Regions from separate parts of the Mus musculus genome. Here all the other regions are linked to region 4. The links are chromatin contacts, called in public Hi-C, HiChIP or PLAC-seq, Micro-C and promoter capture Hi-C maps. All regions are on one chromosome and are shown on one strand. Each heading gives the region's core, a stretch centred on a gene start, on an enhancer-like site or on the middle of the called end of the contact. The rest is flanking DNA. Distances are from core to core; before and after follow the strand shown.

The links. Promoter capture Hi-C pulls out the DNA fragments that hold promoters and counts their contacts. Hi-C and Micro-C count contacts between places; a contact is called where the count stands out from the background. HiChIP or PLAC-seq counts read pairs in DNA pulled down with a chosen protein or histone mark.
Region 1: a promoter capture Hi-C map of liver shows a contact between it and region 4. The contact joins the enhancer-like site here to the promoter of Rwdd3 in region 4. A contact is called at or near these places in 5 of 39 promoter capture datasets (the 3T3-L1 cell line, the HPC-7 cell line, hippocampal neurons and 1 more), 18 of 484 Hi-C or Micro-C datasets (the C2C12 cell line, Sertoli cells, brown adipocytes and 11 more), 4 of 115 datasets of contacts at active chromatin or transcription factors (bone marrow-derived macrophages, extraembryonic endoderm stem cells, hepatocytes and 1 more) and 2 of 9 other capture datasets (adipose tissue and pancreatic islet).
Region 2: a Micro-C map of embryonic stem cells shows a contact between it and region 4, with 6 times the contacts expected there. The contact joins the enhancer-like site here to the promoter of Rwdd3 in region 4. A contact is called at or near these places in 20 of 39 promoter capture datasets (the 3T3-L1 cell line, 3T3-L1-derived adipocytes, the C10 cell line and 12 more), 4 of 15 datasets of contacts at CTCF or cohesin (the NIH/3T3 cell line, embryonic stem cells, large pre-B cells and 1 more), 31 of 484 Hi-C or Micro-C datasets (the C2C12 cell line, ECoMG myeloid progenitors, the G1E-ER4 cell line and 17 more), 15 of 115 datasets of contacts at active chromatin or transcription factors (the 230-238 cell line, DN3 thymocytes, the NIH/3T3 cell line and 10 more) and 4 of 9 other capture datasets (adipose tissue, embryonic stem cells, liver and 1 more).
Region 3: a promoter capture Hi-C map of liver shows a contact between it and region 4. The contact joins the enhancer-like site here to the promoter of Rwdd3 in region 4. A contact is called at or near these places in 2 of 39 promoter capture datasets (liver and trophoblast stem cells) and 2 of 9 other capture datasets (adipose tissue and liver).
Region 5: a contact with region 4 is called in a Hi-C map of Th1 cells, with 2.7 times the contacts expected there. The contact joins the promoter of A730020M07Rik here to the promoter of Rwdd3 in region 4. A contact is called at or near these places in 2 of 39 promoter capture datasets (cranial neural crest and liver), 1 of 484 Hi-C or Micro-C datasets (Th1 cells) and 2 of 115 datasets of contacts at active chromatin or transcription factors (large pre-B cells and pancreatic cancer cells).
Region 6: an H3K27ac HiChIP or PLAC-seq map of trophoblast stem cells shows a contact between it and region 4, with 2.3 times the contacts expected there. The contact joins the enhancer-like site here to the promoter of Rwdd3 in region 4. A contact is called at or near these places in 7 of 39 promoter capture datasets (the 3T3-L1 cell line, 3T3-L1-derived adipocytes, the C10 cell line and 3 more), 2 of 15 datasets of contacts at CTCF or cohesin (embryonic stem cells and pro-B cells), 3 of 484 Hi-C or Micro-C datasets (the N1E-115 cell line, pre-B cells and pro-B cells), 8 of 115 datasets of contacts at active chromatin or transcription factors (DN3 thymocytes, T-cell acute lymphoblastic leukemia, astrocytes and 5 more) and 1 of 9 other capture datasets (adipose tissue).

The regions. Positions count from the first base shown.
Region 1 is chr3:121,445,998-121,450,713 of GRCm38.p6, reverse strand. Cnn3 (calponin 3, acidic) reads right to left here. Exons shown (of 7, transcript NM_028044.2): 2 at 644-765; 3 at 356-422. Among named protein-coding and RNA genes, the nearest start is that of Cnn3, 22 kb to the right of the region's middle. Within about 2 kb of position 2,568, at least 75 of the 459 cell types and tissues checked have an H3K27ac peak or open chromatin away from gene starts, as enhancers often do. A contact at or near this core is called in adipose tissue, hepatocytes, liver and 4 more, where this site is marked.
Region 2 is chr3:121,537,357-121,541,657 of GRCm38.p6, reverse strand. No RefSeq gene overlaps it. Among named protein-coding and RNA genes, the nearest start is that of Gm40135, 5.7 kb to the left of the region's middle. Within about 2 kb of position 1,482, at least 59 of the 459 cell types and tissues checked have an H3K27ac peak or open chromatin away from gene starts, as enhancers often do. A contact at or near this core is called in the C2C12 cell line, the N1E-115 cell line, adipose tissue and 9 more, where this site is marked.
Region 3 is chr3:121,466,444-121,471,176 of GRCm38.p6, reverse strand. The region is part of intron 12 of Slc44a3 (solute carrier family 44, member 3); the gene reads left to right. Among named protein-coding and RNA genes, the nearest start is that of Cnn3, 42 kb to the right of the region's middle. Within about 2 kb of position 1,411, at least 156 of the 459 cell types and tissues checked have an H3K27ac peak or open chromatin away from gene starts, as enhancers often do. A contact at or near this core is called in adipose tissue and liver, where this site is marked.
Region 4 is chr3:121,170,063-121,174,631 of GRCm38.p6, reverse strand. It overlaps Rwdd3 (RWD domain containing 3), which reads left to right and starts at 2,937. Exons shown (of 5, transcript NM_028456.3): 1 at 2,937-3,040. The coding sequence starts at 2,956.
Region 5 is chr3:121,644,969-121,649,486 of GRCm38.p6, reverse strand. A730020M07Rik (RIKEN cDNA A730020M07 gene) reads left to right here and starts at 3,034. Exons shown (of 3, transcript NR_036458.1): 1 at 3,034-3,105.
Region 6 is chr3:121,555,937-121,560,522 of GRCm38.p6, reverse strand. Gm40135 (a long non-coding RNA gene) reads right to left here. Exons shown (of 4, transcript XR_867598.2): 2 at 2,070-2,111; 3 at 1,388-1,644. Among named protein-coding and RNA genes, the nearest start is that of Gm40135, 13 kb to the right of the region's middle. Within about 2 kb of position 1,507, at least 44 of the 459 cell types and tissues checked have an H3K27ac peak or open chromatin away from gene starts, as enhancers often do. A contact at or near this core is called in embryonic stem cells, extraembryonic endoderm stem cells and trophoblast stem cells, where this site is marked.

The DNA.
Region 1 (4,716 bases), core at 1,319-3,818, 280 kb before region 4:
CTGTCCTCACGAAGTGTAGAATGAATGTGAGGCTAGCCTGGGCTACAATGTGAAACCCTTATCTCAAGCAAGAGAAGGAAAGGAGGGAAGGGAGGGAGGGAAAACTGGAAGAGGAGGGAGGGAGGGGAGGGGAGCAAGAGAGGGAAAGAGGGGAGAGGAGGGGAGGGAAAGAGGGAAGGAAGGAACAGAGAGGAGGGGAAGAAGGAAGGAAGGAAGGGAGGGAGGGAGGGAGGGAGGGAGGGAGGGAGGGAGGGAGGGAGGGAGGGAGGAAGGAAGGAAGGAAGGAAGGAAGGAAGGAAGGGAAAAGAGGGAGGAAAGGGGTGGACAGGAGGTTGCCCATCTGACAATTAATTACCTGGGGCCAATTTAGTGAGGATTCGTTGACTTTCTTCACAGAGCCTGGCTGTAGCTTGTTTATGAGTCTAAAAACAAAATTACAATGATGGAGCTTTACGGATCAAAAACAAGAACCAGAATATTAAGCTGATTCCCTGGAGGTCAGTGAGGGAAAGAATAACACAGTGGTAGGATATCAAGGTCAGCATTCTAAATGGGGAAACCAGAATCAAGGCACAAGCCCACAGACAGGAGTGGGAGAGAAGAAAGGGTACTCGCTCGCTCGTTCGCTTGGAGGGCCACTCACTCGCACAATATGATGCCGTCCTTCAGCCCCAGCTGGAAGTTGGTGCCAATGCCTAGGCCTGTCACCTCTTCTATCCAGTTGCGCAGATCTTCCTCGGCCTGCTGGTCATACTTGGATGCAATCTGAAATACAAGTTCCGGGATTTCAGAAGGACTCAGTAACAGGGAACACACACCACTGGCTCACAATGCCATCTGCTTTCGTTCATTGTCCACTAAGCCCCAGCTCTGACAGGTAGCTCTCCCCACCACGCAGGAGAGTTTGCTGGTGACTGTAGCCAGCTGTTGCAGCTGCAGTAACTACACACAGACTGTGAGTGAAGGCAGTGTCCATTAAGGAGCATAAAAAGAGAAGCCGGGACCAAGGGGAGAATTCAACAATACAAGACGAAGTCCCCGTCACGCATGACGCAAGGGGCAGGATTTAGCAGAGTGTTGCAATACGCCATCAGCTGGACCTTAAACTTTTAAAGACTGAGTCATGAATCACCACATTCCAAAGAAGGACAGGGAGAGATGGGACTATTGAACACAGTATCTCAACTATCTAGAACATACCATTCTAGGGGTTTACCAAAGTTCTGGGATCCGCCTTTTATTACAGCAATTGCATTCATTACATTGTATGCGAGTGTGCAGGCACACAAACACAATACGTATACTTTTAAACATACATTTTTAAAAACAGTTCTCAGGACTTAAAAAAACTACCTTTGAATTTCACAACAATACCATAAACCTAACCCCCATCCCCCCTTTTTTTTTTCTTTTGTTTTTTTTTTTTTTTTGAGACAGGGTTTCTCTGTGTATCCATTGCTGTCCTGGAACTCACTCTGTAGACCAGGCTGGCCTCGAACTCAGAAATCCGCCTGCCTCTGCCTCCCGAGTGCTGGGATTAAAAGGCCTGTGCCACCACTGCCCAGCCACTCTAAACTTTTAAAAAAGTGGAACAAATATTTTAAAACGGCATGCAGCACACCTTTAATCCCAGCTCAGTAGGCAGAGGCAAGTGGATCTTGGGAGACTGAGGCCAGTCTGGTCTACAGAGTGAGTTCCAGAACAGCCAGGGCTGGCAGCTGGAGGCGAGGCGAGATCATGTACTCTTGCCTTTTCATTCAGCACAGCTAAAAATGCCAAGCAGACACACTTAGGCTGAGCCCAGGGGCTAGATAGGAGCTTGGGCATCAATTACTAAACTGTCAGAAATGGAAATGAAGAGCGGGGATGTCTGCTCGCCATAAAACATAATTAGGCTTAATTACTGAGCCAGGCACATCACTACATTGCTCAGGGGGAGGTCCCTGGAGTTCAGGTCTAACTAGCCTGGCAGGACACAAGCACAGCTACGGAGGAGGGCTTGAGGCTGCATGTGTGTCGTGGGTCATCAGGGCCAGTGTGGACAGGTAAGAAGCTGGCGAGCTTATGTCTAACAACGAAGGTCAGCAGAGTCTTAAAAAGAAATGAGCTCAACTGACCACACTTGACTGTGGTTCCTCTTCAGTAGACAGGACACGACAATGGCCGCTTTTCATGTCTTCCCTCAAGGTGAACAAAGATGTCATTTCTCACGTCAAATAAACGAAAGAGTCACACTCCTCTTGTAGGCTCATGAAAGCTTTCAGATAGCCCCGGAAAAGTGTCAGAGCTGCTGGCGCTGGCAGGTGCCTCCCCTCCCCCATCACCAAGGGGCGGCTCCGCTGAAGTAAACATGATTTCAGGGATTACTGTGTCCCCTTCACACTCCATTACCCATAATTAGAGAAACGGGAATGGATAATGGATAATTTACTTCAGCTGTGTGTTTGCTTAACCAGGATTACAAAAGGAAACCCAACAGGTTTCTATTGTGAGACAGCACTTCAGAGTTTCGGATCAAATCCAGCCTGGAGGCGAGTTCATACCACAGTGTAAGGTACACCCGTGCGCAGCAAGGTCCCTGCTCTTGTACCCTCAGTCCTTGGGAAGGTCTCCTTTTATTCCATACCAGCGAGGGTCACTCTGGGCTGAGTGGGGAGCAGGAAGTATGGATAGTGACGACTCTGGGAGGGACAAGAAGGAAGCAGCAACTACTCGCCTACTCAGATAATCTGTCTCCTCCAACACAGCAAGCGGGTCCATTTCTGTATGACACCTCTCTGCCCTCGCTGTCTTCACTAGGAGCCTAACTTCTGATCCAGTCAGTTCCTGTCTGCACAGCAGCAAGACTGACTTCAAGCAAGACTGACTGAGTTCACTAAGTTCCTTCTAGTTGTCTACAACTAGAACCATCAAGATCTGCAGACTCGGGGCTGGAGTGATTGGCTCAGCAGTTAAGACCACCGGCTGCTCTTCCAGAGGTTCTGAGTTCAATTCCTAGCAACCCCATGGTGGCTCACAACCATCTGTAATGTGAACTGATGCCCTCCTCTGGTGCGTCTGAGGACAGCTACAGTGTACTAATATACATAAAAATTAATAAATCTTAAAAAAAAATAGCCGGGCGTGGTGGCGCACGCCTTTAATCCCAGCACTTGGGAGGCAGAGGCAGGTGGATTTCTGAGTTCGAGGCCAGCCTGGTCTACAGAGTGAGTTCCAGAACAGCCAGGGCTATACAGAGAAAACTTGTCTCGAAAATCAAAAACAAAACAAAACAAAACAAAACAAAACAAAACAAAACAACCCTGCAGACACATGGTGACAGCCATATACTGGGGTAAAACACTCATACACATTAAAAATTACATCTAAAATAAATAAATAAATAAATAAGTGTTGCGAAGTTGCGATCCCAGCTCAAGACGACAGAGGCAAGTGGAGTTAGGTGACATAAAGCCAATGTGAGCTACATGGTGGGATGCAGGTGGAAAATATCCTTTTGCTTTTTCAAATATAGAGATGAATCTGTTACAGGGGATATTCTTTGCAGGACTGTGGGGATAGCTTTTAAAAATCATCTTTTATTAGTATGTGTGTGTATGCATGATGTGGGGGGGGGGGTGTTGTCAGACAACAATTCAGAATTCTCTCCTTCCCCCTTGGTTTTGAGGCAGGGTCTCTCTTGTTTCTATAGATAGTACAGAGGTCAAGTGGAGCTGCCCTGTAACACAGGGACAGCCTCACCTAGATACCGCAGAATATTTTTAACAGCCAAACACCAGGTATGAAATACCTCTTTTTACTGATATAGAAACCATACACACACACACACACACACACACACACACCCAGACATTATAGGTTATTGCCAGTCTTCTTGGCTACCCCCTAAAATTTGATGCTAAGCCCTAAAGACGCAACATAGAACATGGGGTAAGTCATAGAACACGGAAGAATCAAGCTGGCACTGACTGGAAGTCAGTCTCCTACTGGGAGAGAAAAGCAAACAGCAGCAAACAACCCTGAAAGCAACCGGCCTGGCAGGATATGACCACTGGTGAAACAGAACGGAGGCTGTAAGACTAAGCAAGCCCTCTCTGATTGGACTTAAGGCTCACTCCACACAACGTTACTCATGACTTGACAAGTCAAAACCCCCGGCTGCCTAAGTCAGAGATAAGAATCCCCCCCCCCCCCCCCCCCCCGCTAAATCTTCCTCGGCTGAATGAACACAGTAACACCCTAAGTTCCTAATAACATAGATAAACGCAGTCCCACCCTCAGAGAGATGCTTCTTTTTGCGCTTGGGACAGAGACCCACAACTGGTCAACGTGCACAGAATGAGAGTAAGTTGTAGAAGTGAAGGTAAGGAGACGCCCGCAGCAAAGCAGTTGCCTGGCAATGACAGGGTTATTGCACAGCTCAGGTGTCCCCGTGCTCAGGACTTGCCAAAATCCCAGCACGGAAGGCTTCATTCATGATGCCCCACTCCTAGTTACTGGCAAATGACAGATCCTGGCAAAATAAGAGTCATCTTCAGGGATGTGACCCCGGAGAGGCTCTACCAGGTGACCCTATACCCATGCCATTCAGACAGCACCAAGTGGACTCCTGGGTTTAAAAATAAAGCACGTGGGGCTGGGAGGGAAAGTGGTGGGCAGATGGGTGATGGACTTGATCAAAGCATAGCACAAATAAGAAAAAAACAAAACAAAAAC
Region 2 (4,301 bases), core at 233-2,732, 370 kb before region 4:
CATCCCAAATTAATGTAGCTTTTAAAAATAATATTTGTATTAGTTTTTTGAGAATTTCATACAATGTATCTTGGCATTTCCCTCCTAGATCTACTCCTGCCTCCTCAACAACTCCATACTCTCTCTCTCTCTCTCTTAAAGGTTCATTTATTTAATGTATATGAGTACATTGTAGCCGTCTTCAGACACACCTGAAGGGGGCATCAGATCCCATTTCAGATGGTTGTGAGCCACCATGTAGTTGCTGGGAATTGAACTCGGGACCCCTGGAAGAGCAGTCAGTGCTCTTTTAAGATTTATTTATTTAAATTATGTATGTGTGTACACTGTAACTGTACAGATGGTTGTGAGCCTTCATGTGGTTTTTGGAAATTAAATTTTACTCCGGTCAGCCCTGCTCGCTCCAAGCCCAAAGATTTTATTATTATACACAAGTACACTGTAGCTGACTTCAGACGCACCAGAAGAGGGCATCATATCACATTACGGGTGGTTGTGAGCCACCACGTGGTTTCTGGGATTTGAACTCAGGACCTTCAGAAGAGCAATCAGTGCTCTTAACCGTTGAGCCACCTCTCCAGCCCCACAATCTGAACTCTTGCCTGTGTGATGTACAGTATCTTTTCTATTTAAAGATTTATTTATTTATTAGATGGAAGTACACTGTAGCTGTCTTCAGACACCCTAGAAGAGGGCGTCAGATCTCATTACAGAGTGAGCCACCATGTGGTTGCTGGGATTTGAAGTCAGGACCTTCAGAAGAGCAATCAGTGCTCTTAACTGCTGAGTCATCTCTCCAGCCCGATGTACAGTATCATGAGGCCTCTGAATTTGCTCCCCAGGACTGTATCTTGTCCTCACTATCGCTCTAATACATTTGCTAACATAATATTCCCTTTCAAGTTTGATTATTTATACAACAAGTTGAGCCCAGCAGCAGAACAAATGATTAGGGTGCATAAAGCCGTGGGTTCAGACCCCAGCACTAAAATGAGAAAGAAGACAATGAGGTTTTGCCTAAACACACACGTAAGAGACAGTTTAAGATGCTGTTTTCCAAGGCTTCCACCCTACAAAATGCTCCATGAGATTCAGTTTGGAGCTGATTAACTGTATCTTAAAGCAGGCTCATCTTTCAGGGCTCAGCGGGGCCTCTCTCCCCATGACTTCTGTGATTACCTCTGTTTTCTCTCTCTCTCTCTCTCTCTCTCTCTCTCTCTCTCTCTCTCTCTCTCTCTCTGTCCTTTGCGCTTCCTCCTGGGTTTCTCTTTAGATCCCGTTGTCCCAGAGGAAAAACAAAAACAAGACAATCAAACAGAACACAAGATGCCTTGTATATCTAGTGTAGAAGAGAAATCGTGGCTCAGCTCTCATTAATCAACCGATTGGGTAGAGTTCACCAGCCGCTCACTTTGTCTTGTAAATAATTACTTAGAGTCTGAGGCCCATGAGCTCTGCTTGAAGTCTTCTGGCTCCATCTTCTGGATTAAATTGTAAGTATTTGGAGAAAGAACTGGGTGAAAGTCCACAGAGCAGGGTGGGACTTGAGGGAGTGAAATCAGGTGTCTGGGCTCAGGATTCCAGGAGCTCCTGACCCGTTCTCAATCACATCACCCCCATCCCCCACTCCCCCTACCCCCACCCCTGCCCAGCCGGCCTCAGGGAGACTGGCTGGGCCAGCTGCTGCCAATCTAGTGTTTTATCTGTGGGGTCATGACCTGCACTCTAGTGCTTCCTACTCTTCCCTGTCTAGACTTGCAGTCCACGGTCTGACATCAGTTCAGAGGCGCCCACCAAAGCCTCTGACAAGGGCCATTACAATAGCCAAGATGAGCTGAAAGCAAACAGATGAAAGCAGTAAAAATTAGAACTCACTCACCCGGAAAAGGCTGAAGGTGGATGAGCTCTTATTCTAACATCTTTGTACACAATACTAAGGCAGAAAAACTCTTCTGATTCTGTGCCGTTTATATTTAGCGGATACTTCAATATCTTGATCTTTTTTAAATGTATAGCAACAGGCTTTTATGAAGAAAGTCCATTTGCACTGTAGACTCCGTTCTAAGTTAACTTGCCCTTAGGCAAGGGCATGGCCCCTGCCCTTGAGGTCTGAGAAAAATCACAAAATGTCCCTGGAAGTAACAAAATAGACATAGTAGCTGCTGCTAGCTGATAACAACAGAGTGGGCTAAGAAAACCTAAGTCTTTCCTAGGTCAAGGTGCTCCGGTTTTGATGTACGCTCCCTCCTTATGGTTTAACCAGGTGCTGTAAACCAATTAGTTTAAAGACCTTCCACGGACCGGGCTCAATCGGCCCCCCTCAATTCGTGGGGAGTCAGGGGTTCCGGCAGGTGGACATAGAGTCGGCGAGAATGGGGTGACAAACAGACATGACACGAGAGAGTGTGTTGGATCTGAATGTAATGTCAAATTGAGCATCAAACTTTTTATACAGTAGAAAATAGGGAAGTTCGGTGACACATCGGCAAGGTACAATGAGATTACTGGATGCTTAATGACTATCACACAAAACAGGAATGCAAACACAAAGACTGGCAGGAACTGGGCAATAAAACAACTGAGACAAGGTCAGCTCTATCTAAGGTCAGCTATATTCTAGGAAGCCAGGTGTGAGGTCTTTACACTCCCAGGGCAAGGGCTTTCATGCCCAAGTCATGGCTCTAATTAGGGAGTTCCGTTCTAGCTAACCTTCTCATGAATAATGCAATACTTTAAAACCACAGCTTGATCTAATTCCTAAACCATTGTAAATTCCTGTATATGGGAGTGACTTGGCTTTTATTCTAAGTGATTGTGTGTGGGGACTTTCTACTAATAAGTAATGTAGTCTGCCATACATAACTATAATAAGAATTCTAAACTTGGGGCTGGTGAGGTGGCTCAGCGGTTAAGAGCACTGACTACTCTTCCAAAGGTCCCGAGTTCAAATCCCAGCAACCACAGTAACCATCCATAACGAGATCTGACGCCCTCTTCTGGTGTGTCTGAAGACAACTACAGTGTCCTTACATATAATAAAGAAATAAATCTTTAAAAAAAAATTCTAAATTTACGTTGCTAAGCTTGCCCTGAGATTTCTAACTCTATGTAGTATATAGTAAGGCCTGATTTCTTTCACTATCTCTCTTACAATACTAGAGGCAATTCTGAATGTCACTGAATAGGCAACTTTCTTACCAAGACCAGAGTCAGCTCAAGGACTACCTAGGGTATTGGTGAAGGCCAAGAAGCAAAGTTCCATTTTGCTTAGGTATTTGGCAAGTCATTGCTTGGAGGCACCTATAACGAAACAATACTGAAAGGAAGCACACAGATCCATTCACCAGGACAAAATTGGAGCATATGTGCTATGGGATGCCACAGTTCCAGGAGACTAAGTTTCCAAGAAACTCTTCTCCTTGGGACTGCTTCCAGGTTTCTAAACCTGTCAAGCAAGTCACTACTGGAGTGGATGTAGCAAAGACCAGCATTCCTTTACCCTCTCAGGTAACACCAAGGCTTAGAAACACCCGCTTGCAGTTTTCCCCCTGCTTGCAGGGTTTTTCCCCCCGCTTGCATATAGATACAAATAAGTATACAGAAATGCAGATAAATGAATGATGGATAGATGGGTTAGATGTGTAACAAATTTTTGGGCACCCTGAGTTGCCTTCGAGACAAGTGTTTGAAAAAGAACAAAGTTAAGTCGTCAAGCAAGTTGACATTTGGAAAGGTATCAAAGGTGTCACTGAAGCCATGACAGTGTGACCAGAAACTGGTGAGTTGCAGCTGGAACTATGTGTGCACCTATGCAGGTCAGGGCTGAGGGGCTGGAACATCCCTGGGTGCTGTTCTGAGATGGACCCCTCAGCCTGCTTCTCCAGCCTCCTGAGCTGCTCAGGTCCACACACACACACACACACACACACACACACACACACACACACACACAGAGAGAGAGAGACCTCTCACGGTGCTCTGCGCACTAAGTCTGAGCCAGAACACAGGACGCCTTTGTTCTGAATTTGTATGAATAAATTGCAAACAGTGCTTGGTGCGTTTTCTAGGGCTTCCATGACCAAACCCCACAGGCTGGGCAGCTTAAACAACAGCAAGGCACTTCCTCACAGCACTGGGGGCTTGAAGCACAGAACACTTGCCTGTTGCCCAGACCCCTGAATTGCAAACGGTGCCTTCTCCTGGTGACTTCACAAGGCCTCCGTTCTGTGTGTGCTACAGCTGAAAACTGTTTTCTTGAAAAACAAAACCCAGAAGGCTGAGACTGTCTCACCTGTGCCACC
Region 3 (4,733 bases), core at 162-2,661, 300 kb before region 4:
AGTGCAACAGGCAGGGGAGAGAGCCGCAGCACCGGGATTGGAGATGGCAGACCTGGGGCCATGCTGGTTGAGGTTAGAAGTGGCTTGGAGGCTCTCATCTAAGAAGTCCTAGGTGTTTGTGACCCTGGCAGAGATAGGACAAGAGTGGAAACCATGAAGTCAAGAAGCCAGAGAGAAAGAGAACTATCACAATCAACACTCCCTAAAGCTAAAACACAATGCTAAGGAAAAGAAGTCTTTTAGCCCTCATAACAGTTTGTATGGGACTGGACGGATGGCTCAGTGGTTAGGAACACTGGCTGCTCTTCCAGAGGACCCAGGTTGGGGCACCAGCACACACACAGTGGTTCACAATGGTCTGTAGCTCCAGTTCCAGAAAAACTGATGCCTCTCCCAAACTCCTAAAATTAATAAACCTAAAAGAAATATTATTTAAACGCAGCAATAGTTTTCATGTTGGTTTAAGTCATGTGTGTTGAAGGTGTGAGTGCACATGTGTGCATAGCATGAGAGGCCAGAGGACAACCTTCTGTGTTCAGGCACTGCCCACCTTTGTTTGAGACAGGGTCTCGAAGTGGCGTGGGACCCACCAGGTAGGCTAGGCTGGCTGGACAGTGAGCCACCAGGACCAACCTGGCTCCGCCTTCCAAAGGCTGTGACTACAAAACTCATGTGCCACCACAAGGTTAGTCTGTGTGTTTGTTTGTTTGTTTTGAGACAAGGTCTCACTATGTAGCCCTGGCTGGCCCTGAACTCACTCTGTAGACCAAGCAGCCTTGAACTCACAGAGATCTGCCCACCTCTGCCTCTAGATGCTGGGGTTAAAGGCAAGAGTTGGCTTGTTTTGTTTAGATTTTTAACTTGAGTTCTATGGATCTGACTTAGTTCTTCAGGCCTCTAGGACAAGTACTTGATCCACTGAGCATAGAAACTTTCTAGTCCCAGTTTTCCATGATTCATTTTAAAAAGGGGTTTAGGACCAGGGAGATAGCTTACTGGGTAACACTGCTTGCTACACACAAGCTTGGTCCTGAGTTCCATTCCTGGACCCCACAGTGGGAAGAGAGGACTGACAACCAAGTGATGCTGTCCTTGGACCTCACACATGTGCCATAAGATTTGTGTATTCACATGCACATGCGCACACACAACCTAGTAATAAGTAAAACAAAATTAAAGTAAGTTAAAAATGAATAGAAAAGGGGTTTTAGAAAGCTAATCCTCACATGTGAAAGTATTTGTGAGAAATTCAAATATTCCTTCAGTGGGAGTTGAACATCACTTTCTTTACTTGACAACGTTTGTACTTTCACTGAAAAACCCTGTAGAAATCAGTTCTATTGGCTTTGGGCTCCTCTGTGTGCCTGCCTGTCCTTTCAACCGTGCATATTTGCCAAGGAATGTGGGGAGGCAAAGGAGGCAGTGGCCTTCACCGGGGCTACTTGAGACTGATCAGTTGTTTCCTTTCTTCTCTGTCTCTCTGATGCTTAATTCGCCCCCACCCCACCCCCCCACCCCCACCCCCGGCCACAGTGATGAGCTTGGAAAGAATGAGGCCATTCTAAAAATTAAGCCTAAAAGCAAATAAAATTTCAGAAAAGCAAACAAGACTGCATTGCCCTGCTTCTACTTTCTTGGCAGGAGTAACTCTCGGCCTCCCCTCCCCTCTCCTCTCCTCCATGTCTCATCCCTCCCTCCTGGCAGGACCCCTGAAGAGGACAGAGGCGGCCGCTGGCAGGCTTCCCCTCTCACAGTCTCTCTGGTGGTGGTTTGCAGCCTGGTAAACAGTGAATTCTTGAAGGGACTGGTGAATGCCAGACCCTGGAAGGCTCGGGCGTGTCTGCCGGGTGCCTTGACTTCCTCTCCATGTGTTTGTGATAAAATCAGAGATGAAACTGGCTTGGACTAGTTCCTGCAAGTTTTTCTAGGGGCCTCGGAAGGGGTCTGGATGTGCGTGGACTCAGCTACCCCTGTGTGTCTCTGAGGTCTGAGGGTGTATTAGTTACTCAAGTTTGTTTCAGGAGTTCTTTATTTTGAGTGAATAAAATCAGAACTCAGAGAAGCCATTCCAGAAATAAAGCCGGCTATTCATGGCAGGGCTTTGGGGTGAATCCCTTCCCTTCTCTCTGGAGGAAAACTCTATTTACTTTTTTGACGAGTCAACAGCAGCTCCAGTTCACAGCTCTGCCATCAAAAGATGCTGCCTGCCGGTTCAGTTTTCGGGGAGGACAGATGGGTGCTCTCAGGGGATAGAGGATAAGGGTCAGGCTGGGCAAGATTAAGTTTTAATTTAAAGATGGGGGGTGGAGGGAGGACTTTCTAAGTGTTAATATTTTTGGAGAACTCTCTCAAAATAAAGAGTTAATCTAGCTTTTTTTGGTTACCTAATAACACAATGATTAAAATTCTATTAAATGGGAATCATAGTGCCTACAGTGATTATTTTACTGAGCTAAGGCCAAGTTATGTGATCAGAAGAGGGTGCCTGGTCCACTGTGAATCATTTTGTAAACACATGTGTGCATGCATGCATGCAGGTGTGTGTGTGTGTGTATGAGTACACACGCACACGAACACACACACTCATAGAGGCCTGAGAAGGACACCAGGTTTCCTGATGTATCGCTCTCTACCACCACCGCCACCCCACTCCCCACCCCAACCCCCCCCCCCCCCCCCCCCGCAGGACAATGCCACTTACTGAATCTGGACCTGTCTGGTAGCCAGCAAGATCCAGTGAGCCTCCTGTTCTCTGCCACTTTCTGCCACCCTGGGATGGCAAAACTGTGTAACCACCCTCAGCTATTCTTATTTAAATGTTTGCCTGCATATATGTATATGTACCACGTGAATGTCTGGGGCCTGCAGAGGCCAGAAGAGAGCATCAGATTCCCTGCTACTGGAGTTACAGAGGGTTGTGGGATGGCATGTCCATGCCAGGAACCAAACTCAGGTCCTCTGTAAGGACAGTAAATGCTCTTTATTATTGTTGTTGTTGTTGTTTAAACTTTTCTTACAGTCCAGTTGTTATCCCCCTCCTGGTCTGCCCATTCACACACCCCCCCCCCACATCTCCAAGAGGATGTCCCCACCTCACCCCCACCCCACCAGACCTCCTAGGGTTAGGTGTGTCTTCTCTCAATGAGGCCAGTAAATGCTCTTAAACACTGAGCCCTCTCTCCAGCCCCTTCACTCCGCTGGTTTTGTGAGTTTGGAGAATTTGAACCCAGGTCCTCACACTGCCGTAGCAAGCACTCTTAGCTGCTGAGCCATATCTCCAAACAAATGTGATAGACTTTAATTTGAAACTTTAAAGCCATCAGATGTCCTTTTACAAAGCCCAAAGCAGGGTGCATGAGAAGAGCAAGACCTGGCAGGGGTTACTCTGAAGGCTTTAGGAGGTAAGCAGAAAACCCAGGCTTCTTCTACAAAACTGTCCTGCCAGGTCACAAAGAAAGATCGCATGAAATACCACACTGCTGTTTGAAGGAAATGCCCAAAACATACATAAATGTAAATATTTTCCTGCAGCTGGACCTGGGTGAGTTAGAGGCCCAGGAGTAATGTAACCTCAGTTTCATGTGAGTGACTCGGCATGGCCTCTAGTGCTTTTGTGCTTGGGTGCTCTGAGCTACCCTACAGGTTGGGGGCTAAGAGGGGCCAATGAATCCGCACGTTCAGGAAGTGTCTAGAATGTGGAACGCAGTGTGTACTGAGTGAATGTTTGTGTCACTATTTACTTCCTCATAGAAGGTGCACACCTGCCTACGGAAGAAAACATTAAAGGCCACAGATAGGAAATAGGAAGCGCCCTTCCGGTTTGTGTCAAGCTGTTTTGGGACATACCATAGGACATCTGCTGGGGGGTGGCGTGGGGTTCAGGAGACAGAGCATCTGGGAAGAATTTCAGTTCCTGACCCTGGCAGTTGTGTTCAGAGGAAAGTTTTCTTGACTTTGGGCCAGACTCTGGTTTGCCACTGCCATTCGCCAGTGCACTCGGTGGCTGTGTGGTCACACCACATTGACCCTAAGTGCAGCAGGGCCCTGTGGGCATTATCGCTTGTGTGGGAATGTCTTGCAGAGTTCTGATATGATGTTTTTTCAGCCATAATTCTTGGCTTATTCCTCCTAGTTCTCAACCTTTCTAAGACTGCAATCTTTTAATACAGTTCCTTCTAACGTGGTACCGACCCCCAACCATAAAATTATCTTTGTTGCTACTTCATAAGTGTCATTTTGCTACTGTTATGAATTCTAATGTAAATCTCTGATATGCAGCCCCTGTGAAAGGGTCATCTGACAGGTCCTCACTGCAATGGGTTGAGAACAGATTGAGAACCACTGCCTTTGAGATATATATTATATACATATAATATGTTATACATATAACATATTATATGTATATTATATATATATATATATGTTTTTCTGTGTAGCCCTGGCTGTCCTGGAACTCACTCTGTAGACCAGGCTGGCCTCGAACTCAGAAATCCACCTGCCTCTGCCTCCCAAGTGCTAGGATTAAAGGCATGCGCCACCACTGCCCGGCACCTTTGTTATATTTTAAGTGATTGAGAAAACTTGGAATAAAACTGGGTGCTTTAGGCCAGGGAAAACAAATGCCCGCTGTGATCTTCTCCTGCCCGCATTTCACACACTTCTCCTTTTCCTTTCTAATGCACAGCATAGAAAGTCAAATCTTAAACCCAGCGACCTGGGCTAGCTCAGTTGGT
Region 4 (4,569 bases), core at 1,688-4,187:
TCTATTTTGACATCATGGTGAAAGATAATTTTGCAACTTTGACTCTGTAACAGAACAGAAAGACTTATGATCAATTAATAGCACCCATTTGTACCCTTTTGGAAGCCTGTGACATTCCTGAACATTACAAAATTATTTTTCCTCCGGGCAAGTTTTGGGCAAAAGCATGGCACCATCCCCACTGTCCAACCATGTCAGGACCTTGAACTTCACTTTGGTTAACCACATGTGGCATTTCTTGTGCCTACAACATGGCGAGACAGTTTTCGACTACAGCAGATTGTATTTCCTTATCTAGATCGAAGGTCGGAGTGTGTTCTTGCTTCATCTCTGTCTCAAGAACTGTCACAGAGTCTGAGAACGTGTAGAGACCTGAGCAAGCACAGGAACGCTTTAGACACACACAGCATGGCTTTTCCCAGTTAGCTCTGTGTAGGAAACTGGCTTTTAGTGTCTTCTTCATTATTTTAAGGGCTGGAGCGCAACCTTGAGCAGCCCAGGCAGGTACTCCACCACTGAGACATTTTTGGGAGTAATTTTTAATGTTCTCAGATCATAATTTTTCTTATTAAGCCCACTCAGCTTTTTCTCAGGATAAGTAACGTTTCACCTTTCCCAATTGGCTTCAAGTTGGGTCCTGTTTGCTCGTGAAAGTGGGTTTTGACAGTCAGTAGAGCTGTTCTGGGAAAATTAAAAGAACTACCTGTCCACACTGACTTCCTGGGTTAGTGGTTTTAACTGGGGGTGAGAGGGTACGAGTCCCCTCCTATTCCAGTCTTGGGTACACTGCGCTTTAGGAGAAATGCATGGAGAGGTAGCACTGTTTTAGCAAATCACACACTGGTGTGCGTATTTGTGGGAGGTGGGGATAGAGGTGGATAATATACTCTCACTGTTCACATCCACTTCACATTTAAATATCTAGAATTTCAGTAGCCGCTGACTAGAAGAAATCTTATTACAAGAAAAATGATTATGGTGCCGTAGCTTCAGAGATCTGCCAGGTACCTGCTATTTCCGTTGTGTGAGAAATGCCAAGCAGACATCACGCTGCCTCTGTGATGATTACTTCTAAATGTCAGAGTGCAAGAAATGTATTCGAGGGATTTCAGTGTCTCCGGGTAGTGTCAATTTAGAAGACAATTCACATGAACTTTTTATTTAAGCATGCTAAATGAAGTATGAAAAGCAGGTTAAGGAATCAACGGAGAAAGGAAAGCAAAGAAGAAACCCACTGACCAGAAAATTTTAAGTATGATAATAGATGGCTGTACTTTTACATCAATTCCCATGGACCCCTTACTGACAGTAGGCTCCGGTGATCGCCTCCTAATCCTGCTGACAATGAAATCACGCTGTTCGTGTTATTTCGTTCATATCACACATTGAATTTGAAAAATTAAAACAGGATGAGGGCTATTCAATTATTGTGTGGACCATTTAACAAATATGACAAATAATCAAATTAATATTTTCCATTACTTTTAGCAGTAACATTGGACTTTAAACTGAAAATTGAATAACAGAGTGGTGCTGTAAATCAAAAAGTGTAATCTTTTCCCCAAATCTCTCTAACAGTTAATTATGAACCCACTGAACTTGCTTGAACTGCTATTTTGGAAATAACTCAAAGGAACTATTTTTTTTTTCTTTCTTCTAATACAAATTGGTTACATTATAGATAATCATGTGTTTAAATAAACCTTTATCTTTCTAATTATTTGCACAGCACGGTTCCTAATTGCCTGGGGTCACTGAAATCTCAGGGCATCCCTGGAAAAGCTTTTCTTGTCTATCTCATCAGATTTCCTTTCTCTTCTTGGAAGCCAATTTCTCTTCCTTTTTTCAAATTGCCCTTTTAGCAATAGAAATGATGATTGGGATAGTAACGTGGCCCAGTTAAAATTATTCTGACTTGTAGAAGTCAGTGAAAGGAGTCACTGAAGACCTACTTAAATTCTTTGATGAACTCACAGAATGTTATTTCTGATACAAACCAGTGGCATGAGACCTCCCCGAGTGAGCCAAAGGACTCTTGGGAGCTGCAGAATTAAAAATTTTTATTTTGGGGGCGGGGGGAGTCAAATGCACCTAGACAGAACTACTTACCACAAATTAATTTTGCTTACTAAAGTCGAGGTTGAAACAGATGCATCACTCATTCTGTTATCCTATTGTTACTGCGAGTGTTTTGAAATTTAGGTCAAGATTCAAAGATGGTGATTTCACCATTAAGCTTCAGGGATCAGAGAGGTAATAGACACATTATGTTATATGCATCGAATATCACCTGAACCGAACCAAACCGAACCAAATCAAATCAACTCAAATCAAATCACTGTAAAGCTAGTTTTTGGCTTTGGACCCCATCTCTAAGGAGTCTCATCTCAGTCTTCCCTCTTCTTCATCTTGGACTGGAAAGAGGCCCTGGAATCTAGACCTTGTGTGTAATCCCGAGGCTAGTGACCAACCAGGTCAGTATCCTGGAGGTCATTATCGTTCTCTTTTCTGAAATATCCTGACCACGAGGGTCACTGACCCTCATGAGGACATGGAATTTGTGTTTTGCTCACTGTGGGATCTCAGGACACAAAGTTCAAAAGCCTGACAAGGGCTCGTTCGCCTTGTTTGGCTTTTCTTGTTTGTTTAGGTTTTTTTTACTCTCTCCATTTCCTCCTAGCCTGGTGAAGCACGGTGGGTTCACAGCCTGGTTGTTCTTGTAGGGGACTTTGGGGCTTTACAGGTCTCTCTCTGATCCAGAAAACCACAGAGGCCAAAACTCAGAAGGTTCTGGGCGGACACATGCCACGCCCATAAACACGCCCATCTCCCCGCCCCCCGCCCGGCGCCATCCGCAGCCGACCTGGCTGTGAGGCCGGGGCGCCCCCCAGTGACCGTAGGGGAGCTTTGCTCCGGGAGGCGGCGGAAGTGGCTTTGGGTTCTGGTCGCACGGATATGGTGGAGGAGGTGCGGCAGGAGCTCTCGGCGCTGGCCGCGATCTTCTGCGGGCCCAACGAGTGGGAGATGTTGAGCTGTTCAGGTGAATACCCTGCCTCTCACCCTGCGGCCACTGCGGGGAGTCGGGGACCCGGTGTCTTGTGGCCCTGGACAGGAGTAGGAGGGGACTGGGGGGTGGGGTTGGCCTGCGCTTGCAGTGCCCTCCCCTGAGCTCGCCCTCTCCGCCCCCCTACCCCGTGCTCTCCCGCAACTAGACGGTGCGCAGTGCCCTCCTCGTGAAACCCAGCTCCTCCAAATAGTCGGCATCCACCATAAGCATTTGTGTATCACGTCCCTGACAACAGGACGCTGTAGTTGGTTGTCAGCCACGTGGAAGGCAGTCAGGAAATGCTTGTTAAGGTTTGAACTCTCCAGAGTTAATTGCCTTTGACTTTATTATTAATTTTTTTTGTTGTTTTACTTAAAAATATTTTTATTTTTACGTTTTCCAGGCTGCTGAAAAATGGCAGCCGATTCCAGACTTCTGCTGGACGCAGCATGGAGACCTTCTCTTCTAACCCAGGCAGGGCACCGACCCTCTGAGAGTTTATAGTCTGTAAAGCTATTACTATTGTTGTTATTATTAATTGTTTTAAAAAGCTAAAATTTCATTCTTGTCTTGGCTTCCGTTAAGGAACCCAGACGCTCCACTCACACACTTTTAAATTTTTTTTTGGCGTATGTATGAGTGTTTTGCATGCCTGTATAGACCTGTATGCTGAGTGTGCCTGGGAGGCCTGAATAGGACGTTCAGGGGCTAGGAGTTACCGAGGGTTTGAGAGCCTTGCCTTAAAGGTGCTGAGAACTGAACCCAGGGAATAGTCAGTGCTCTTAACCACTGAGTGCCCCCAATTTCCCCCTTTTGGGAAAATGTGCTGATGCAAATTATTCTCACCCTCGCTGAGCTGTCAAATATGTCATGTACATTTTGAGGTCAGTGAGAGCCATCCCTCTACTGTTACAATGTAACTACGATTGTAATGGCTTTTCTGACCATAAATTGGCTTAGCTCTAGGAAGACAGTGTGAGATGTGCTAGACCTAAGGAAGCTATATCTATGATTAGGAGGGCTTTGGGTTTCCATAAGATAAGTCAGTGACCCCTTTCTCCTATGCCTTCTTGCATGCACACATCTACAGATCTTTGTGGTGATTTGACGTTTCAGGCCATGTGAACTTTCTAGAAAAATGGAGTTGCTCTCTTCTTAAGTGCCTAGACCTGTCTTGTATATTTTTGAAACTTCCTTAAGACCCCTATGAAAGGATTTATTGTAGGGATTTGCCACCCTCTTGTGATTGGGTAGCATCCTGATCGGTTAGCATCTCCTGTCTCCACAATTCTCTCTATTGGTAATTGCTTCTGCCGGAGGCAGCTATTTAAAGGGATCACTCGTGTCTCCGAGTTCTTGTATCGTGACTTACTTGCCAATATCTGGGAGAAACGAACCTGTGATGTCCTATGACATTTTAAAAAAATGGTGGTGGTTTGCATTATGACCAATCAGATACTGTTGATAGGTCAGAGAAACCCCCCAAAAAGAAGTGCTGAGAGAGAGGGGGAGGGGGTTGTCTT
Region 5 (4,518 bases), core at 1,785-4,284, 470 kb before region 4:
ACAACAAAATAGATACTAATACATACATTATTAATAATTAAGGTACCTTGAAAACAGAATATTGAGCATAACTGTTTACTACTTTGGTTTGCTATTTTTCTATTTATTTCCAATTTTGCAGATGGACAAGCCCATCAAAACACATGAGCCATATTATAGAAAGAATGTCTAGTGGATTTTCTCAAATAAAGAAAGTTTAATTTACACAGAACCAAAATAATATTAGAAGTCTATGCATAATAAACTTATTGCAAATTTGCCAGTTCCAAAAACATTTTTAAGTTAAGCAATACAAATACACATTCATCTTTTATCCTTTGCAGAGAGACAACATCTGTGTCCTTGTTGATGAATTTGAGACGGGGGTGGGGGGAGGAAGAGGGAGAGAGGGGAGTGCAGGATATGGTAGGGGGAAGAGTTAAAGGGCTTCCCATTCAAGTAACTGAGTTTGAACCCCCAAATCCACGTAAAAGAGGGTGAATGAGCACACCCCTGTAGCCCCAGTGCTTCTTTAGCAAGGAGGCTGGTAGAGAAAGAAGAATCCCTGACAACACATGATCAAGCTTGCCTGGCGTACACAGTACAGGCAACATAGTCTGTCACAGACAGGGTGGAAGGAAAGGACAGAAACTCAAGGTTGTCTTCTGACTTCACTCTCTAGTAACACACGCACACATGTCAACAATGATTTTGTACTGTGGTAACATGTAATTAACCGTGTCTTGCTTTTTATATCATACAAAATATGTTTCCATGAGTGAAGATCCAACAATCCTTCCATAATCTTACAAATAACCATATAAACCCCATCCACGTCGGAATGCGTGTTCACAATATTCACTCAACTCCTTGAGGGCCATACTGCCCTTGAGAGGCCTCCGTGTACATGTGCACTTGTTGGTTTTGTTAGTGAGTGCATTATGCAACTGTTTAAAGATGAAAATAGCTGTAATTTTTCCTTACAGAATTCACATTTCTTAGAGGAGACACTTTCCTAGAAATAGTGTAGTCCAGAAATGTTTTGAATAACCACTTATACACATAGTATGTGTGGGCATTTCACAGCTTGATCAACTGTTCTATTTGTGTAAAGAACTATTCTAAAGATTTCTTAAGCTCTATCATATCCTCGTTAGTTAGGGTAGAAATCTGGTTTGGTTTGGTTTGGTTTTTTCTAGGAACATCAGTGGAATGATCTCAATGTCATTACAAAAGATCTAACTTTTGACGGTGGGTTTTCGGATGCTGTAATCTCAGATGGATGTAGAGCACATCAGTCCAGCCCTTGATATCAGCATCCTTGAGCACCCCTCAGCTCCCAGTTGGGCTGTACTCAGACACCAGTACAAGGTCTCCTGGGAGCACTCCCTGTGGTCAGAACAGCACAGGCTTTGCCCAATGGTGTTCTTATCCCCCTCAGATCTCAAAGGACTAGAAGAAAGGCAAAGAATTAGAGTACCCATTACTATATGCTATATACTTACCAACATACGCAATATTACCAATTTGCTGTTCGGACAAGTTATCCTGACTTAGCTTGTATCTGTGGGGGTGAAAAGCAAAGATTTGTTTTATGCTGCTATGACAAGACACCTGATGCTGAAAACCTTTAGAAGCAAAAGGGGTCTAGTTAGCTCAGAGTTTGGAAGACTGGAAATCCTAGGACAAGCAGTTCTATGTGTTTGCCTCTGGGGAGGGCCTTCTGGCTAAGTCATTCAGTGATAAGTGACACCTCTGGTTAGAAGAGTGTGTGGGAGCAGCAGTAGTAGTGTGTGCAGAGAGGATCAAGCCATGAGAGAAGCCGTGAGAGCTCACATGGGGTTCACACTCGCCTCTGCACAGCAAGTCACTCTTGTTGAAGATTCTCTGCTTCCTCTAGTTCTAATCCTCTACGCCCCACTTCCTGAATACCTACCACTTTTCAGTATGGTTGCACTGGATGGGAGGTTTTGGGAGACACTATCCCATCCAAAGCCAGGATTCATCGCTGTGCCCCCAGGCCTGTTGTCTTTATTTGCTTTGCAACAATTAATAATAAATGTCAAAGAAAGGCAAGCAGTCTGTTTAAGTACCCTTCTCATCTCTGTGGCAAAACACTGCCTGAAACATCTTAAAGGAGTCAGGCTTTATTTTCCATCACATTCACAGAAGGTTCTCATGAGTGGTGCTTCTAGACAGTAGGGAGGCAAAGCATCCTGGCAGTGTGAACAACTGGCATGGTCTGTTCCCTTTAAGATACAGAGGATGTGGCCAGAAACTAGGCACAGCCCTCAACCCTTAAAGATGTTAGGGCTCCAGCTCTTCCTACCAGGCCAACTTTTATGGCCACAAGCTGGTGAAAGGGCCTTTGTAGCTGATCTTCCACTATTGGATGAGTGGTGGGGGACTCTCTGGTGTGTCTTCTGGGAGTCCCCAGGATCAGACAAAATCCCCACCTCTGTCACAAGGTCTGTAAACATCCTCATACTTGGATAGCAAAGCGCTGGCATGGTTAGCCTGCTTAATCACTACCCCACCCCTCCGAGGAGAAGGATGATTTCAGCCACTTGAGGAGGGAGAAACAGCCGTGACCTTCCTGCAAGGCTGATGATAACTCACTCCTTATAAGGAGAGGACAAACAAGGGCCCACGCTCAGGGCTCAGGAATGCACCTCTGTGTGTGTTCTTCCCAACTGCGCCCAGTAATTGGACTTTACACCTGAGGGCAGTCTTTTCTGTGGGCAGGAGGATGGGGGACATCCTCCCTTCCCACTGAGGAAGGCAGTAGTGATTACAGGGGGTAATCACAGCCATAAAGAGCCTGAATCAGCACCCCAGTTACACTGAACTTGATGGGAGGACTAAGAAACAAGCTCCCTGTTCACTGTAACGCCGACTTCACAATGATTTACTTATTATTTGACCAAAACAAAGTCAACATACACAGGACCAAAGTCAAACTGAGTTATTAACCACCAGTGACTTTAGCTATTATTCATACGTATGCTCCAGCAGGCATGCACTTAGGGCCAGTTAATATTTCTACTAACTCAGTAACTAAACCATTACGAGAGGCAAGTATTGAAGCTCAGGAAAAAAGGCCATTTTCCTGAGTTCTCTCAGCTGGTAAGTAAGAAACAGCTATGAATCCAACTCTCTCTGACTCCATAACCATCAGAAGCCCCCCAGAGGAGCTACAAACCCCCTAAAGCTCCCAGGAGACCAGGGGCCCCTGGGCTGTGCAGTATGAAGGTTGAGTTTAGCCTCTCCAGTGTGCTTCATGAGGAATTCCCAGAACTTAGGGACCAAATGGTGGGGTGTGTGTGTGTGTGTGTGTGTGTGTGTGTGTGTGTGTGAAGTTTACTTGCAGATATGTGCATATGCATGTATAGGCTGGAGGACAACATTGCCTGTTGTTTCTCAAGACTCACCCACATGTCCCTCAGTGGTGAGTAGGATAGGCTGGCTGGACAAGGAGCCCGGGTGTCTTGCCTGCCGCTGCCTCCCAGAACTGGGATCACAAACGCACAATGCCTCTTTTGGCTTTCATTTTTTTCAAAAGCAGGTTTTGGAAAGTGTCAGGGAATGCTTCTTTACCGCCTTAGCTATGACCCAGCCCTGTATTCCCTGCTAAACTGCCCTCCCTCTAATCACTCTGAAAAATACAGAACCAGAAAGCCAATCGCTGTAGGTTTCTTCTTCACTCAACACTGCAGAGCCCAGCTGCGGGGCCGTCCGAGGTCTTTATGTGAAATGCATCATGTCTCAGCCTCCTTGCGGAGTTGGCCTGCCAGCCTGTCCTCTGGCTGTTCTCACAAGCCACCCATGTTGCACCCTTTGGCTGCCCTCTCCCTATATTCAGTGCATAGTTGTCCAGAAAGTCTGCCCTGCCGTGACCCCCATTCTCTATTCATTGTGAACTTATTGCATATGCGAGACACAGTGCTGAGCTCCTGGGGTCAAGATCTCTGCCCTCTTGGGCAGATGCTCAGGACTGGAGAGAAAATAGCTACTGGTTTATACAATCAATCACTTTGCTGTGATTATATAAGCCCTTTAGAAATTTCAAAATTGCTAAGAGTGTGTCTGATGGAAACAGGGATGCGGGGCCTGCTCAAGGCTAGGATTGAGGAGATGTCTTCTTGGGGAAGAAGAGAAGATAGCCAAGGCTGAGAGAGGGGGAGGGAGAGGAAGGGGGAGGGGGAGGGGAGGGGGAGGGAGAGGAGAGGGAGAGGGAGAGGGAGAGGGAGGTGGCAGAACAAAGTCAAGAGGTCATCAGGAAGGGCCTCTGTGGAGCCACCTTCAGAATTCTACAAACGAGGAGCTTACACTGAAGGGTTTAAGTGGTGAATTGTACAAGTGCAGAAACAGAAGCAATGAATGATGCATGTGCCAATGGATTCTAAATGGTGCTGAGAATTAGCGAGGAGCTACCTATGGGGGCCTTTGGTCTCTCTCTGAAATAAGCTAAGTTGGCAGTAACTGGAAGGTGGGATTTGGGGAGACTCTCATATACGCTGGACTTGAATTCAGTATGGA
Region 6 (4,586 bases), core at 258-2,757, 390 kb before region 4:
TCTCACCACCTTCCAGGCGTTAGCCTGTCAGGAGCCGGGCTTCTCAGAGACATCCTGAGTAACTGCTCTTACAGATACTCCAAGGTGAGAAAGCTCACAACGGGCAGAGAAAGTAGTTTCACCTGGAACAAATGTCATCACGTACTCCTGCTGGTGATTAAGAATAGCCGGTAACCTGGAAGCAAGGCCCCACCCTAAGCAAACACTCTAATGTGGGTTCTCTGGTGTCAGTGTCCTGGTCGTCTTGGTTCTCCCAGGCACACACCTACTTTTGCTGCTTAGTTTGTTCTTGTCCTTCAGATTCACTTGGGAACGGGACTCTGGGGACCTGACCTCCCTCTGCTGTAGACACACTCTGGGTCCTTCTTACTCAAGCGTGGCAGCGGACGCATCCAATCAGCCTCCTCGAGTGTGTCCCATGAGCCTGACTCAATGTGGCAAAGGAAGGGTTGACAGAAGTTTTCAGGGCAGATGAAAAGTGACCGAAAGAGAACTTTGCTAGGAGTTGGAAAGGTAGAATCCTCCTTCCCATTAACTCCCAGGTGAGGGAAGGTCACGGACTGCCTCAGGCTGAGGGAGCAGCCGGGAGAATGCGCCAGCCACGCCCTTGGGAAAGAGAGCATTTCCCACTAGAGTATTTCTCCACTCAGAGACAGTAACCATCACTGATAAAACGTTTGTAATTTTTTCCCATTTGATCAGTGGGACACACGTGTCACTTAGTGTGCGGCATTGTTGCAATACGCCTGCTGCAATAAGGCCAGCTCCTCACTGGGAAAGTGCCCTCAGGGCCCCAGGCACCTTGTGAGCTTCACAAAGAGGTGAACAAAACAGATTTGGTTCCAGCAGTAGGGGACGTGGGTGTGGGAGGAGCTGAAATGAGTCCCCTAAGTGGTTGAGAAGAGGCTGTGATTAGGGCTCTCAAGGAAAAGTAGACCACAGAGGAATGTCTCTGCCTGAAGAGGCTGGGAAACCGCGCATGCTCAGACTTGGCTTTTCCCTCCCATTCCTCTGGATGGAGGGTTGGAGGTTGCCCCACAGAAATAAGGCCTGGGCCTTCCGGAAGTCCTTCTTTGCCCATCGTCAGAAGTGCAGGTGAGGCAGGGAGACGTGACAAGAGGCCTGTGACTGTGAGTCACAAGGAAGTCAACTCTGGGACCCAGCAAACAAGTAAGGCTGTCATTTGGACTGCAGAAAGGATTGTACAAACCCCCTCCAGCAAACAAAATCAATCACTTAAAAAGAAAAGGCTAGCCCTTCAGAGAATTCCTCCCTTCCCTTTGGAGTGGAAACTGGGATTCTTGGGCCTTAGGCTTGCTTGAGCACCTGCCTGCAGAGCGAATCCTGCTTTCATTCACTCTAAGGCCATCTTGGTTTTCCCAAGTACCTTATGAATCACTGGGTCCTTTGTTTGTGACACAAAGGCACAGAGATAGTGATGGGCGTTCGGAGCCTCCCTCTTCCTGTTCCGGAGGCTTCTCCACTTAATGCAAAGATCTGCAATCACATGCTTTGTGGCCACGATGAATAAGTCTTCTCTTTCAGCTTTTCACATCAGGCTGTCTGTTAACTGGTGTGCTGAGGATGGGCGGCGACCTCGGGTTGTTAGGGCTGGAGACCCAGGCTCTGAGCCTAACAGCTACACTAGCAAAGTAGTAAGACATCGATACTTAAGTTGTATTCACAAGAACCAAGGCTGTACCAGACCACAAACTGTGACCTAAACAGAGACTAACAGGGCGATGGGTCATCAAAGAAACAGTAGCCAAGTAAGTAGTTACTGTTAACTTAGCTGTGGTATTACAGCCAATGGCCCCAACAGGAAGGTGCCTGGTGCCAACTTGGGTACACAGCTGGCAAGCTGTAGTCTAATTTTATAATCTAGACATTATGCTGAGCAAATTAGAATTTTAAAATTAGTCTTTGGTGTTGTTTTAACCACAACCTATATGTTAAAACTTATTTTCAATTCAGGAGTTACATTTAGCACGTACAAAGGAAAGCCGAGACACAGGTATCAAAGCTCTAAGGAACTAAGTTTCTATCCCAACAAGGTAAGATATTCCTACCAGTCTCTGTAAGGGTGAATGACTGAAAGTTCAAAACAGCTCCTACAAAAAAAAAAAAATTATAATTACATAAAATTTACATGGGGCTGGTGAGATGGCTTAGTGGGTAGGGGTGCTTGCTGCCAAGCCTGGTGACATGAGTTCAGCCCCTGGAATCCCCATGATAGAAGGACACACCTACCTCCACTCGTTGTCCTATAATGTCCTCATTCGTGCAGTAATGTGCACATCTGTGCACAGGTGAGCACACACATACATACATGCAAATAACAAAAATTTAAATGTATATACATAAGAACTCTAGAAGGAAAACATTAAAATACAGCAGTAGTTATTTACATAATTACACTGATGATTTTACAATTTCCACATTTAAAATTTTATTTGATAGATGCCAATTAATTTGCAATAAACTTTTTAAAACATGTGTTAAAATATACGATAACCTTATTTTCTTTAGGGTATTATTCAGGCCTACAGCCTTATTCACTGTGGCCTCACTTTCTCTCCTTACATATATTTGAATGAAGGATTAGACAGAAAATTTGACCTATAATAAGACTAACGAATGAAATGTTTGGGTTGAGCTCAGATTTCCTAACCAAATACTACAATAAAAACATTTGGGCTTTCTTTGTTTAAGATTTTTTAATTTTAAAGATGTTTAATTGTTTTATTTTATTTAATCTGGATATTTTGACTATGTGTATGTCTGTGTACCACATACATGGTTGTACGTTGTCATGTGGGTGCTGGGAATTGAACCACTGGTCTTCCTCTGGAAGACCAGCAAGTTCTCTTAACTACTGAGCTGTCTCTTCACCTCTGTTTGGAGTGTCTTAGAAAGAGCTACAGCAGATACAGGCATATACCTGAGGGCTGAATTTTGAAGATCAACTTGGGTTACACAATGAGACTCAAAAAAATAATAATAATAAAAAGATAAAGAAAAAGGGGGAAAGAAAAGAAAAGTGAGTTTGTTTTACTTGTCTTACTCAATTCTTAGCTATTTTGTTTGTTGATGTGAACTTTAGATTTGGTAGATTAAATTAAAGAACAAATATTTAGGTACATCCTGACATTTAATACTTCTCCAAATTCCATTATTTGAAAGTTATCTGCTTCTTATCGCAAGTAGCATCCTGCAGGCCTCTCAGGAAATCTCATTTCCTGATATCGGGATCCCATCGGCATATGGTTTTCATTTGTCACTATCCTTTGGAGTCTTCTGTGTTCTACTTAGCACCACATTGCTAACACATTAGCAAAGACAAATAACAAGTATTCCACGGCAGAAATTTACACTGGAAGGATTGTGAGTGGTCCCTTGGTCTATGATTCCTCCCAGACCTGGAATCCCTTGCAAACCTTGGCCATAGCCCGCTGGTGTCTGTTTGAAGTCCTCAGGCCTCACTAACCCCCATGGAAACTTTGTTTGCTCTTTAAAGGTCCTTCCCTTTTAAATCCATCACAGATGAAGGTTTCCTTTTGTTGTGTGTGTATTGCTACTGAGTGCATCAAAAAAAATGTTCAAAACTTTTCTTTGAAGAAGTGGAAGTTCTACTTGTCATTCACAGTTTTGGACACCGAGCGTGTGCTGAGTGTTATCTACAGCACGGGCACAGAGCAGTAACTGAGAGAGAAGGTTACCAGCCCAGGAGGTGTTTGCCGTCTAGCTGGGATGAATCTTCTACCCATATTTCCCTCCTAGTTAAACACATACGCTGTCAGTAAGCAGATACAAAGCAGCCAATGTCAGCTCAGGCCTGAGAACATGTAGGGATCAGTTGTAGATCTCTAGAAATGATTGGAGATCCTCGAGCGGAAGACTGGGCTGTCCTACGAGGCTGTGCTGGTAAGTGTCCTAGATCAGTACTGTTTGCACATTGAAGAAATGTAGCCTTATGTCATCCCTAAAGCTGGGGGAGGAGGATAGGCCATGTAAATAGAGATAAGATGGGCGTGTCCCAGCAGACTTTAATAAATGTCTGCTTATGCTGTGTGCGTGTATACACATACACAGTGGACTATGCACGTGTGCACACCTACTTGTTATCCAGGCACACACATACAGTGACAGAGAGGTGGGAAGATCCTGGAGCTGTTGCTTTTCTCATTGTTAGAAGCGAGTGCCTGACCAGCATCAATTTAAGGGAGAAAAGATTTATCCTGGCTCATGGCTTATGGGATGCAGTCCTTCTGCTAGGGAGGCCACAGTGGTGGAGGTTGGCGGTGGCAGCTCAGGGTGTGGGGTGGGGTTAGTGTGAGCACGAGGCAGAGACTTCTTCCCTCTTCACTTGGTGGGACAGGAAGCTGCAGACAGTGCGCATGCCGGCACAAGTGCGCATGCCGGCACTCACCTGGCTACCTATTTTTCCTTTCTCCTCAGCCTGAGTCCCCAACGGTGCCAGCCTTGTTCCAGGTGGGACTTCTCCTTCTGGGTATCTGAATGATTCTAATCCCAGTGAAGTTGATGAGGAAGATCAGCCGTCACAGACGCCCATCTCACTTTCAGAA